3 separate regions of the Rattus norvegicus genome follow, and regions 1 and 3 are each linked to region 2. A link is a contact called in public Hi-C data. All regions are on one chromosome and are shown on one strand. Each heading gives the region's core, a stretch centred on a gene start, on an enhancer-like site or on the middle of the called end of the contact. The rest is flanking DNA. Distances are from core to core; before and after follow the strand shown.

Region 1 (3,636 bases), core at 1,043-3,542, 160 kb before region 2:
ATACGAAGTCCTCACAGAGACGCCCAGTCCTGGGACAGAGAGGTACTCACCACAGGTGGGATAGGCTGGGAAAGTTGCCTGCCTTTCATAAGTACAGGAAGGAGTTAGCATCGGATTTTGTCAGGGTAGGGTCACCTGACTTCATTTTTAAGTATTTTTAAGCTCTTTAGGATCTCTGGAGGATATTAAGTCTCTCTAAAATTAGGTTGAAGATCTATTTTTGATCTTCTACCAGAACTAGATTGAGTAAAAATCTCGAGGTGGAGATGGAGTCCGGTTGGCACAGTGCTGGCCTGGCAAGTAGAAGGATCTCGATTTTACCCCTAGTGTTCACAAACTGGAACACAGGAGGGTCAGAAGTTCAAGGACACACTCGTTTATATAGGCAAGTCAAGGCCAGCCTGGGAGGAGAGAGGACGAGGTGGTGGGGTAGGATGTATATTAATATAATCTTAATAGAACAATTAGAAAGGGCACAGGCTAACAATGACCTTGCCTGTACTCTGCCCTGATGCCACAACACTTGGCATACAGCAGGTGCCCAGTGTTTAATTAGTAAATATGTGAGTTAAAATATTACTGCTTTTTTTATGTGTTAGGTTTAAGCCCTAAATTTACTTTCCCTGAATAGTTCCTCTCTTCTCAACCAACCTACCGGTAAGCCTGAAGTAATTATAGATCAAATGGACGGACCGTGGCTTGTCCGTTGGCTTCAGACTAAAGGTATCCAAGGCCAGACTATACCTGCTGTTTCAAAGACACACTTTGTATGCCTTTGCGTTCGTTCTGTGCCCACGTGTTAAGTGGTCTAATACCTAAACTGCGGTGAGACATGTCTTTGCTTTAAGCCCTGAGTGTTAGGATGGTCCGGCTCTAAAGAGGGGTTGTGGAATGACCAATATTAAGAAGGCACGGAGTTGAGGTCTGACAATTCCAGTGTTTGCATTAGGGGACTTCTCCCCTCCTACTCTTGGCAGAACCTCCCAGCACTTTCTCCCTTCTGACCACTCCCCTTTCTTGACCACTCCCCTTTCTTGACCACTCCCCTTTCTTGACCACTCCCCTTTCTTGACCACTCCCCTTTCTTGACCACTCCCCTTTCTTGACCACTCCCCTTCTTCGAAAGCTCCAGGCCTTGACCTCAATGCCTACATCAAGGACCACCCCCGGCCCCCACCTCACCTCTTCTTTTTTGTCATGAGATCTCCTTTTTTCTGTTGCTACTTCTGGCCCCGCTGCAGTTTTGAAAGGAGTAAAAAACTTCAGCCTGCCCGATGACTATCTCTCCTCACTGACGGCACTCATGTGATTTACTTCAAGGTCAGTGCATTTCCCGTGTCTGGGGTGATAGGCAGCGGAGGAGTCCTTCCTTTGCTTCACAATGGACAACGGTTCGCTATGTTTAAGCAATTGGAATCCTCAAGTTTACCTATTTTTTTACATTTTCTATACATAATAACTCAAATGAGTAGATCATTTACCTGTGGGGAAAGGGACCTGCCTAAGTTGTCCTCTTCCAATGGCTTTCCTCAGACGGTTCTGCACATACAGGATGAACTTTCAGAGCCCACAGATAGAGTATTAATAACTGCTGTTTCCGTCCCTTTTTTAAATTATTTTTATTTTTCGCTTACGTGTGCGTGCACGCGCGCACACGAGTGGTGCTACCCTCAGATGACAAAGAAGGGCATCAGATCTGTGGAACTGGAGCCACAGGAGTTGGGAGCCACCGTGTGGGTGTTGGGAACAGGACTCAGGTCCTCTGCAAGAGCAGCCAGAGTTCTAAACTGCTGAGTCATCTCCGCAGCCCTCTGGAAATCTCCTGACATTACTTTAATCTTCAGTTGCTACATAAAAATCTTTAAAAAGTCGCCACAGACTAACAGATCACAACAGTTAACAGGAACAAATGTAACTTTCTGCACTTCAACTGAATTCTATAGGAGATTTTTAAGGACAATGTTACAATCCCTGGTGGCAACTTGACCTGCTTGTGGGACCCAGCCTTGTAATCCCTTTAGCACTAGGATGTTTTCTTCCCTGTATCAGCTAGAGTTCTCTGAGGACACTCAAGTTGAAATGTAAAGAAAGGTGGCCGCTTATATCCAACACTTAGTGTTCTCTCCATCATCTTCAACGTGGAAAGTGAAGGAGAGGGAGTCTTCACTGAGTGAGAACAACATCTAACAACACAGCCAAGATACGGACCGACAAGGCCTTCCTCCACAGAGCTTTGTATCACAAGCAGAGTTCATGGAGCAGACACACAAGCATTGGCCGACTTTCAAGTAAGCGCTACAACAAAAGTGAAAGAGAAACTGCGGGCTTTCCACCGAGGCTTGGGGCAGACAATGTTGCAGTGTTCAAGATCGCCCACCATGGAAAGGGGAAGAACCTGCATAACCCCCCACTCAGAGCTGACTTGAACAGGCTGCTGGTCACTCCAGGCCTCGTGTCTAAGACTCCTCCTCAGCTAAGACCACATGGATGCTGTTTTGAAACCGAGGTTCAATGATGCATACAAAGTCATTAGCACGAACTCTGGAAAACAGAGCTCAATAATGGAAGTTAATTAAATATAATATCACAACTACTCAGCAGCCTCTCCTGTGCCCACAGCTCAGCCTCTCCCAGAGTCCTTTAGAAGTCAGGGGATCCCAGCACTTAGGAGAAGCACAGGTTCAAGGCTAACCTTGGCTATATAAAGAGTTTGAGGCCACATCGAGAAACAGAGACTATCTCAAAAGCAACACGCACGAATGCGCGCACACACACACACAAAAGACACCACACATACCACACACACATACACACACACACACGACACCACACACACACACAAGATACCACACACACACAAGACACCATACACACACACAAGACACCACACACACACACAAGACACCACACACACACGCACACAAGACACCACACATACACACACAAGACACCACACACACATACACACACACACATATACGAGACACCACACATACACACAAGACACTACACCATACACACACACACACACACACAAGATACCACACATATACCACACACACACCATACACAAGATACCATACACACACCACACACACACACACCACATATACAAGACACCACACCACACCACACCATATGCACACACACAAACACACACACAAGATACCACACACACACCACACACAAGATACCGCGCGCGCACGCGCACACACGCACACACACACACACACAGGACTAGCCGGGCATGATGTTGAACACCTGTCACCTGAGTACTTGGGAGCCTGAGCACTGAGGCAAGGCCTTACTACAGAGTGAGGTTCCTTACCAAAGACAAAACAAAAGAGAAAAGACAAGACAATCATGACGATGTATCTTCCTATTCAGTGTAAATTCACTTTGTGTTGTCGGAAAACTATTAGAAAATTATAAGCATCCTTAAGAAACTCTTGCTTGGGGGCTGGAGAGATGGCTCAGTGGTTAAGAGCACTGACTGCTCTTCCAGAGGACCTGAGTTCAAATCCCAGCAACCACATGATGGCTCGCAACCATCTGTAATGAGCTCTGATGCCCCCTTATGGTGTGTCTGAAGACAGCTACAGTGTAATTGTATACATAAAATAAATAAATCTTTAA
Region 2 (3,632 bases), core at 1,093-3,592:
GCTGGAGAAGGAGCTAACAGGACCCAGACATTCTCAATCCCAAAAGGTGTGATGAAACTCTGTCCAGTGAGCGGCAGGTGGCAGCGGAACGGAGTGGGTGATCATCTGGAGGACGATGGAACTCGAGACTCGAGCTGTCTACTTAGGCTGGCAGGCAGCCACGCTCATCTCTCTTCTAGGCTTCAGAAGTCTTCAGACCCAGGTCTCCAGGACTATTGTCTTTTCTTTAGTTATCCCTATGATAACCAGACTGAAGAGGCCTCCATATACCAGGGTTGTTTGGGGCTCCAGTCACCCTGTGCTGGGAAGAACTTGCAAACGACAAACACAAAGACCTCAGGATCACTGGGACAGCCTGATAGGGGAGCCTCCATAACTCAGCCAGATGGATCTATTCCCCCCATAAACTTATGTAAAACCTTATGAAGATGCTTTAAATGTTTATTCGTTTATCGTGTGGGCTCATGTGTGTGTGCAGCCTGGCAGGAACCGGTTTTCCAAGTTTGCCAGGGGAGATCTGCGGATTGAACTCAGGTCATCAGGCAATCCTGAGCATTTCTGAGAGCTTTGTCACCGTGCCAGTTTCCAGTTCTCTAAAGGGACAGGGATCCTTAGAAGGCCTTCAAAGGTAGCATGAGAGGAGGCCCCAGGAACGCTCTGAGTAGGAAGTATGACAGAGCCATGAGAGAATGCAGTCCAGGGAGGGTTCTATTCCTCTCAGACATTCTTATGTAAAGGGATATTATATTTCTTTAAGGGGTGTTAAAACTCAGGATAGTTTTGCAAACACTTACTGAAGGTATTTTAAGCAGAACGTTCTGATTAATTTGCACTCGATTCACGGAAAACATTCCCCCCCGCCAAGGAAAACAAATAGGAAAATAAAAGTGTTCAAATGTAGGGCAAAATCTGCACGTTATAGTAACTCTGGTACAACATATTTTCTAATCTTGACATTATAAATATTAGACATACAATAGTTAAGATAGGAGTAAAGACCAGGGCTGTAAAAAAAAAAATCTGTGTGGGAAAAATAACCAAAATTTAAGTGTCACTTGAACCTTTCCCATATGAGCTAGTGTTGGGGGGCACCAGGGCAGAGTGATGCAGGGTATTCTGACGGTTTGCTTCCCACTTCACAGTACTCAGAAGCCTTATGGCCTCACACCCATGGCCCAGTCTTCTCCAGTCACTATCTCTGTCTCTCTTCACCTCATGGCCCAAGGGTAGGAACGTGAATGCGTGTGTGTGCAGTGTGAGGGTATGCTTCTCTCTTAAGTCTTATTTTAATTCTGTAAGGTCCAAATGTGATGCAAACCTTGGTGAACTACTAGCTTCCCTCTCCCCTCCCTTCCGTATCCCTATTGTTTGTACACAATCACAGCCAAGTGTTATTTCTGAATGTATTCTGTGTCCCCAATGCTACACTCAGTACTCTCATATAAGTAAGCCAGTTCCTGGTCAAAATAGCTTTGTGGTAGAAAATGATCACCCCACAGACAGCTAAAAATCTTGTGGTTCAGTCCCCTAAAGTAACACAAACAGAACTTTTTGGTCTCAAGATTCACGCTCAAGACTAACTAACTCAAAAGTACAATGTCCTTTTCTGCACATGAACACCTTTGGGCATAGACACAGGTCCCAGAGTATAATGGATTTACAGAGTATTTCTCTAGTGACAGAAAAGAGGGAATGTATGTGAATAGACAGGCACAGAATAGACTTTGGAGAGTATCGGTCTGCAGCATTGGTCTACATGTAATTTGTATGCATAGAATTTCTTGAAGTCTTCTATTTGTCATAAAATTATATTCCAAGATTGTAATACACTACTTCATATGTTTGTGTGTGTTGTAAGGGTTTCCTCTCTTTCTTTCTTTCTTCCTTCCTTCCTTTCTTTCTTTCTTTCTTTCTTTCTTTCTTTCTTTCTTTCTTTCTCTCCTTCTTTCTTTCTTCCTCAGTCCATTTGAAACAAGCTTTCCCTATTATGCACCTTTGCCTGTTCTGGAAGTCACTATGTAGACCGGACTGGCTTTAAAGTGAGAGAAATCTGCCTGCCACAGCCTCCAGAGTGCTAGGATTAGAGATGTGCACCACCGTGCCCAGCCTGTTTGATGTAAATTCTTTTAAGGGTTAAAGTAAGAGCAGGAAAGCAAATGGTTTACTAATTGGGGATATTCCAAGAGACTACACCAACCGATACAAAAAAAAATCTAGCATGGATAATCACTTAAATATTAAACTCCCAGTAAGACACAAATGATTATAATGTACAAGGCAGCAGGCAGAGTAAGAAGAACTCTGAACTGGGACTCCGGACCCAGATCGAACTCTGCTGGGGGCTGGTTTGCACATGAGTGTTGGCGAGAGCTCGAGTTCTGGTTTCCTTTGTGTGTGCCATATGAAGTGTTGTGTAGGAGACCGGATGACTTCAGACTTGCCATGTAGCTTGGCCACGTTTTTGGTGGTCTTAGTTGGAGAACCAATCAGGCACTTCTGCTGGGGCGGCAGCTGCACTCTTAGTTCGAGTGTCACAGATTCCATCAGAGCCCGTTGTCACATTCTCAAGCTTGATACCTCATCATTTTCCTTCACAGCATTTACTGCCAAGTCTAACTGTATGCTTTCTGTGTTTCTAAGGTAATAATCTTACTTAATATGGCTCTCCTCATACTGTTATGTACACCATAAGCATGGACTCCTGAGTTGCTCACAACTGTATTAATCCCCAGAACCCAGCTTAACGCCCAAAACAAAGCAAGTGTCTCATATATCCCATGAATGAATGAATGAAATGGCATAAGACATTTGTATCCTTATAGCATGTCCCCTACAGCTATTATGAGAGGAATGTGCATATTAGTTGGGGCCGAGGAGTCTTTTTCTGTTTCCTCTGACTGTTCTACAACAGTTGTGCTGCATATGGTGTAAGACGTTCCATTGTAGACTAGCCTCATTGGAAAGGCCGTCAATTATAGTTGCATGAACTTTTACCTACCACAGCCTGGTGCACATACTGACCTACATGGCTGCCCAGTAAGTTCTGTTGCTATTGTGCTTTAAGGGAAATTACAGGAATTTATTGCATATTACTTATTTTTTTAACATTCCGAATTTACGGCCATTAGCATCATACAGAAGCTCGTTACTATGTAGACTCCTGGTGCCCTTCTCTGTGCTCGACTTAAATTGCTGAGTGCGAAACACTGGAAATAACACAGTAAGCAAGTTTTCTCCGTCTGACACAGGGATGTGGGTCCACTCCTTGGGAAATTGTCGTAGCTTTTCTTAATGACTTTCATGCAAATTAAACTGAGCCACTATTCCTGGGTCTTTAGTAGATATTATATGTGAGGATGTGTGTAAATTATCATGAGCCTTTCATTGGAATCTTGATGGAATGACAAAGCTCTTTATTAAGTAAAATGAGGGGGGTAGTTTTGATCCTTTAAACAGTCAAATACAAGTATCTTCTGGAACCTCGAGGTTTTAAATTCATAGACCTTATAAATTGCTGTTTAGCTGAACAAAGGGAAAGAAAAACACAATGAACACACTCAGGCTCCAAAATGCCAGTTTCTAATGGATAAGGCTCTGGTGAGTGGCTTTGAGGGCGATGGCCAGTCACATTA
Region 3 (3,517 bases), core at 183-2,682, 170 kb before region 2:
GTGCACGGGGATGATTTCAGGTGGTAACTCAATGTGGAAAAGAGACTGCGGTGCAGATGGGCGTGGAGAGACATCAAAAACCATCCCTTCTGTGGCAGACGCTTTGCCGATCTTCCCTAGAACAGCAGTCAGCGTCTCCTTCACTCTCAAGAGAAAGACAGAAATGCTTTTCTGCTCCACGTCATAACAGGACGAGGTGTTTACAACCCAAGGCTCTACACTGATTACAGTGTTTCAGCAGCAGCCTAAACGCTAGACACGTGTCCAAATTTAAGTAACGAGGCAAAGATCTCCTTCTCTCAGCTAAACCTTGAAAGCACGTTTGTTTAGTGGGAAGAGATTTCATTTAATACCTGGAGCTCGACCTTTCTCCATTCCTGTCTGGACTCCAAAGGAACCCCACACCTTGCATATTTAACAACTCTCTGCTTTCTCAGTTGACACTGCAGACACTGGGTAAATCCTTCCAGCTAATGTTCCAGACTGACAGCTTCCTTTCGGTGACAACAGGCTCGGGAATGCAGACTGACCAAAGATCCAGGTGACGGCAGATGTGAGCCCAGGCGAAAGGCCAAAGTCAAGCTTCTGAGGCTACCTGAAGCACAGTGTATTCTAAGCTTGGAAGTGTTGAGATGCTTATCTTCTCCCTCCTTTCCACAGACTGAGAGCCTTTTTAGCAGAGACTGCAGACAGCATCTGTGGAACCTGCAGGCAGGCTACGCCTCCACTAACCCTTCTTAGAAAAGAGGTATTTTGTTAAGAAGGCAGCTGAGAACAGACAGCAGTGTGCACGGACACAACCCCACAGTGTACCGCTTTTCGAACTGAGTCCAAGTGGTCTACAGGGTTCCTAGTTTAGGAAGGAAGATTACTTATTTAAAAGTTTGTAATTAATGTATATGTGGGGTGGTACCCAAGGAGGCCAGAAGAGGGCGTCAGATCCTCTGGAACTGGGGTTATAGGTGCCTATGAGCCAACAGGGATGCTGGGAACTGGCCTGTTTTCCCTCTGCAAAGGAATGGGAGTGTTTCCTGATTTGTTACATGTCCCCCAACTCCCCACCCCTCACTGCTCACACACACACACACACACGCACATGCACACACACACACGCACATGCACACACGCCAATTTACATTTTGCTTTATCAGGCCTTATGTTACCTAGATTTTTTTTTTAACTAATCCCTAATTGGCGAAAGAATTCTGACTCAACAAGTTAACATTTTCAGTTGGAGGAAAAACATGATCTTTTTGTTATGGGATGGTGTTAGCAATTTATTAAAGCACAAAATGACATTTTGGTACATGGAAACTCTGAATAGGCCTGGAGTGTCATTGAAAATCTTCCTATAGTGTGTAGCAAGGGAAGCCGGGACACGCTGACTTCCTACATGCCTTTAAAAGCCTTTTCTCCTCTACAGCGTCCTTGCAATTCTGGAGCTTAGCAGTAGGTGGCGCCCGGGTCCCTGTCTTTGACAGAGCTGGTGCTTTCCAGCACTAACTGCTGGTTTACAAAAAACAAGGAAAGGGCAGCTATTGCATGGGGGATATGAAGGTCTCAGCATAGGACTGGGCTTGGGGAACAAGTAAGTCATAAATTAGTGGACGGTGCCCCCACCGCTCCATTTCCTGATGCCCCAGATGCCCATCTGTGATGAGAATCAATTATTTCATTGAGAATAATAAGACTGATCTCCAAAAATCACCATTACCTAATCAAGGGTTGCCACAAGGGCTGGAATCCTAAGAGAATGGCCTCTTCTTCATTGTCTGATAGCCACCACAGGCTGCAGTGACTATGGGACTTCACACTGGCTAGTCGGCTGGGGGTGGCTTGGTGGCACAGCTCTGGTAAAATAGGGAGTGGTTTGGTGGCATGGCTCTTAGCACAGCATGTACAAAGCCCTGGGTTTCACCTCAGCTCAAGAGAGAGGGACAGAGAGAAATAGAGGGGGAAAAAGACAACTGGGAAACCAGTACTTTTGTTCAACTTAAGCAAATTTGTTTAAATATCTCCATGTGGCTAGAAGCTGTCCTATTAAACAGAACAGATGAACTGCAGATTATGCAGGATATACACATAAAGCATCTCAGGGGGATAACCTCTATTAAAATATTTTATTTTTCTCTGTCTAACTCACTTCATTAGGGAAATGGTTCAATACTCAGTAGAGATATTTGTTAAAAGCCAAGATTATTTCTCTTTGTATTTTATTATGTAACATGATAAAGGGGACAATTTAATTTGGGGGGATGAAAACTATGGTTTTCTCCCTTCGATGTTTTTGTCTTTTAGACAAGTTGAAAAGGGCTAATGGTCTTAAAGTGTTTTCCTTTTTTGCATGACTAAATCTTGTTGTGTCAAATCTCCACATCAGGGTGGTTCCCTAACATAACTCCTGTCAACTGGATCATTCCTAGGTCTATATGCACTTTAAGAGAAAATAATAAATGCACAAGTCTATGAAAACACATTGGTAAAAGAGAAGGTGGCGTTTGGTTGACAAGAATGATGAGTTTGTAAGATAAAATGTTTTTCTGACCCCACCTTATTGATAATTAGTAACTTTTTAAACATTCTCCCGATGACGGAAAGGGAAAGACAAGTCAAGGAAACACTAACTGTCTATCTGCATTCACCTAAGAAAGAATGTTGCTCACCCCTGTCATTCCCTGGTGCTCAGAAGACAACTGCGCATGCTGCCTTCACCCTGGCGTGTTCCACTTTAGGGTGGATGGAGGAAAAGGTTGCAAGGAAATAACGTAACTAGGACAGAAATACAAAGGCCCCATAAGCCATCTCCTTTAACTTCCTGTGTCCACTTCACAGATGTTACAGCTACATAAAGAAGGCAGGGGTCTCGATAGGTAGGGAGATGGTCCCCATCTGCCCAGACTCATTTCCAGGGCAGAGGTCTGGCTAAGCCACTGCGGCCATCTTGGAATAAACAATGCCTATACACATGTAATTTTTGTAGGTTTAAAGGATGACCCAATAGAAGTATGGCCAACTGTATACAGTTATATAGTTCTGGAAAAATGATGGTAATGGAGACAGAGAATACTTAAATTCAACGACTACCCTCCCCCACCAAGACAATCAGCCAATGTGAAGACCTCACAGGATCTCTTTAAAGCTTTTTCATTGGTTTTCTAATAAATTCTGCCATCAGAACTAAGGTTCTCTTCGACCCTTGCTTGGGATTCCTGATTCTTCTTCCAGGCAAGACTGAGGACCTTCCTTTCCCTGTCTCCTCCCCGGGTGTTCTCCTTGGAGGCCAACCAAATATTCCAAGTTCAGTTCTAGGAATCTCTGGAAAGTGAACAGGAGAGTCCCATGGTTTTCCATACCATACCAGGGGCCCTGCCTGGCCTACGCAGGTCCAGTTGGCCCACATCTTTCTCTCTGTTTTCCTACCCATTCCCTTTAAGGAGTGGTTTCTAACTGGTTCACTTGGCCTACAGTTCTCTATTAAACAGTGGGGTTAATGTTATAAGAAGGAGACGTTAGTGAG

Evidence for each region. A called contact is a pair of places that touch in the nucleus more often than the background predicts.
Region 1: a contact with region 2 is called in a Hi-C map of liver, with 3 times the contacts expected there. The contact joins two enhancer-like sites. A contact is called at or near these places in 2 of 12 Hi-C or Micro-C datasets (liver and mammary epithelial cells).
Region 3: a contact with region 2 is called in a Hi-C map of liver, with 2.6 times the contacts expected there. The contact joins two enhancer-like sites. A contact is called at or near these places in 3 of 12 Hi-C or Micro-C datasets (kidney, liver and mammary epithelial cells).

What each region holds. Positions count from the first base shown.
Region 1 is chr14:10,634,712-10,638,347 of GRCr8, reverse strand. All of the region lies in intron 3 of Rasgef1b (RasGEF domain family, member 1B), which reads right to left. Among named protein-coding and RNA genes, the nearest start is that of Prkg2, 230 kb to the left of the region's middle. Within about 2 kb of position 2,292, at least 6 of the 93 cell types and tissues checked have an H3K27ac peak or open chromatin away from gene starts, as enhancers often do. A contact at or near this core is called in liver, where this site is marked.
Region 2 is chr14:10,479,336-10,482,967 of GRCr8, reverse strand. All of the region lies in intron 2 of Rasgef1b (RasGEF domain family, member 1B), which reads right to left. Among named protein-coding and RNA genes, the nearest start is that of Rasgef1b, 320 kb to the right of the region's middle. Within about 2 kb of position 2,342, at least 2 of the 93 cell types and tissues checked have an H3K27ac peak or open chromatin away from gene starts, as enhancers often do. A contact at or near this core is called in liver, where this site is marked.
Region 3 is chr14:10,652,001-10,655,517 of GRCr8, reverse strand. All of the region lies in intron 3 of Rasgef1b (RasGEF domain family, member 1B), which reads right to left. Among named protein-coding and RNA genes, the nearest start is that of Prkg2, 210 kb to the left of the region's middle. Within about 2 kb of position 1,432, at least 10 of the 93 cell types and tissues checked have an H3K27ac peak or open chromatin away from gene starts, as enhancers often do. A contact at or near this core is called in liver, where this site is marked.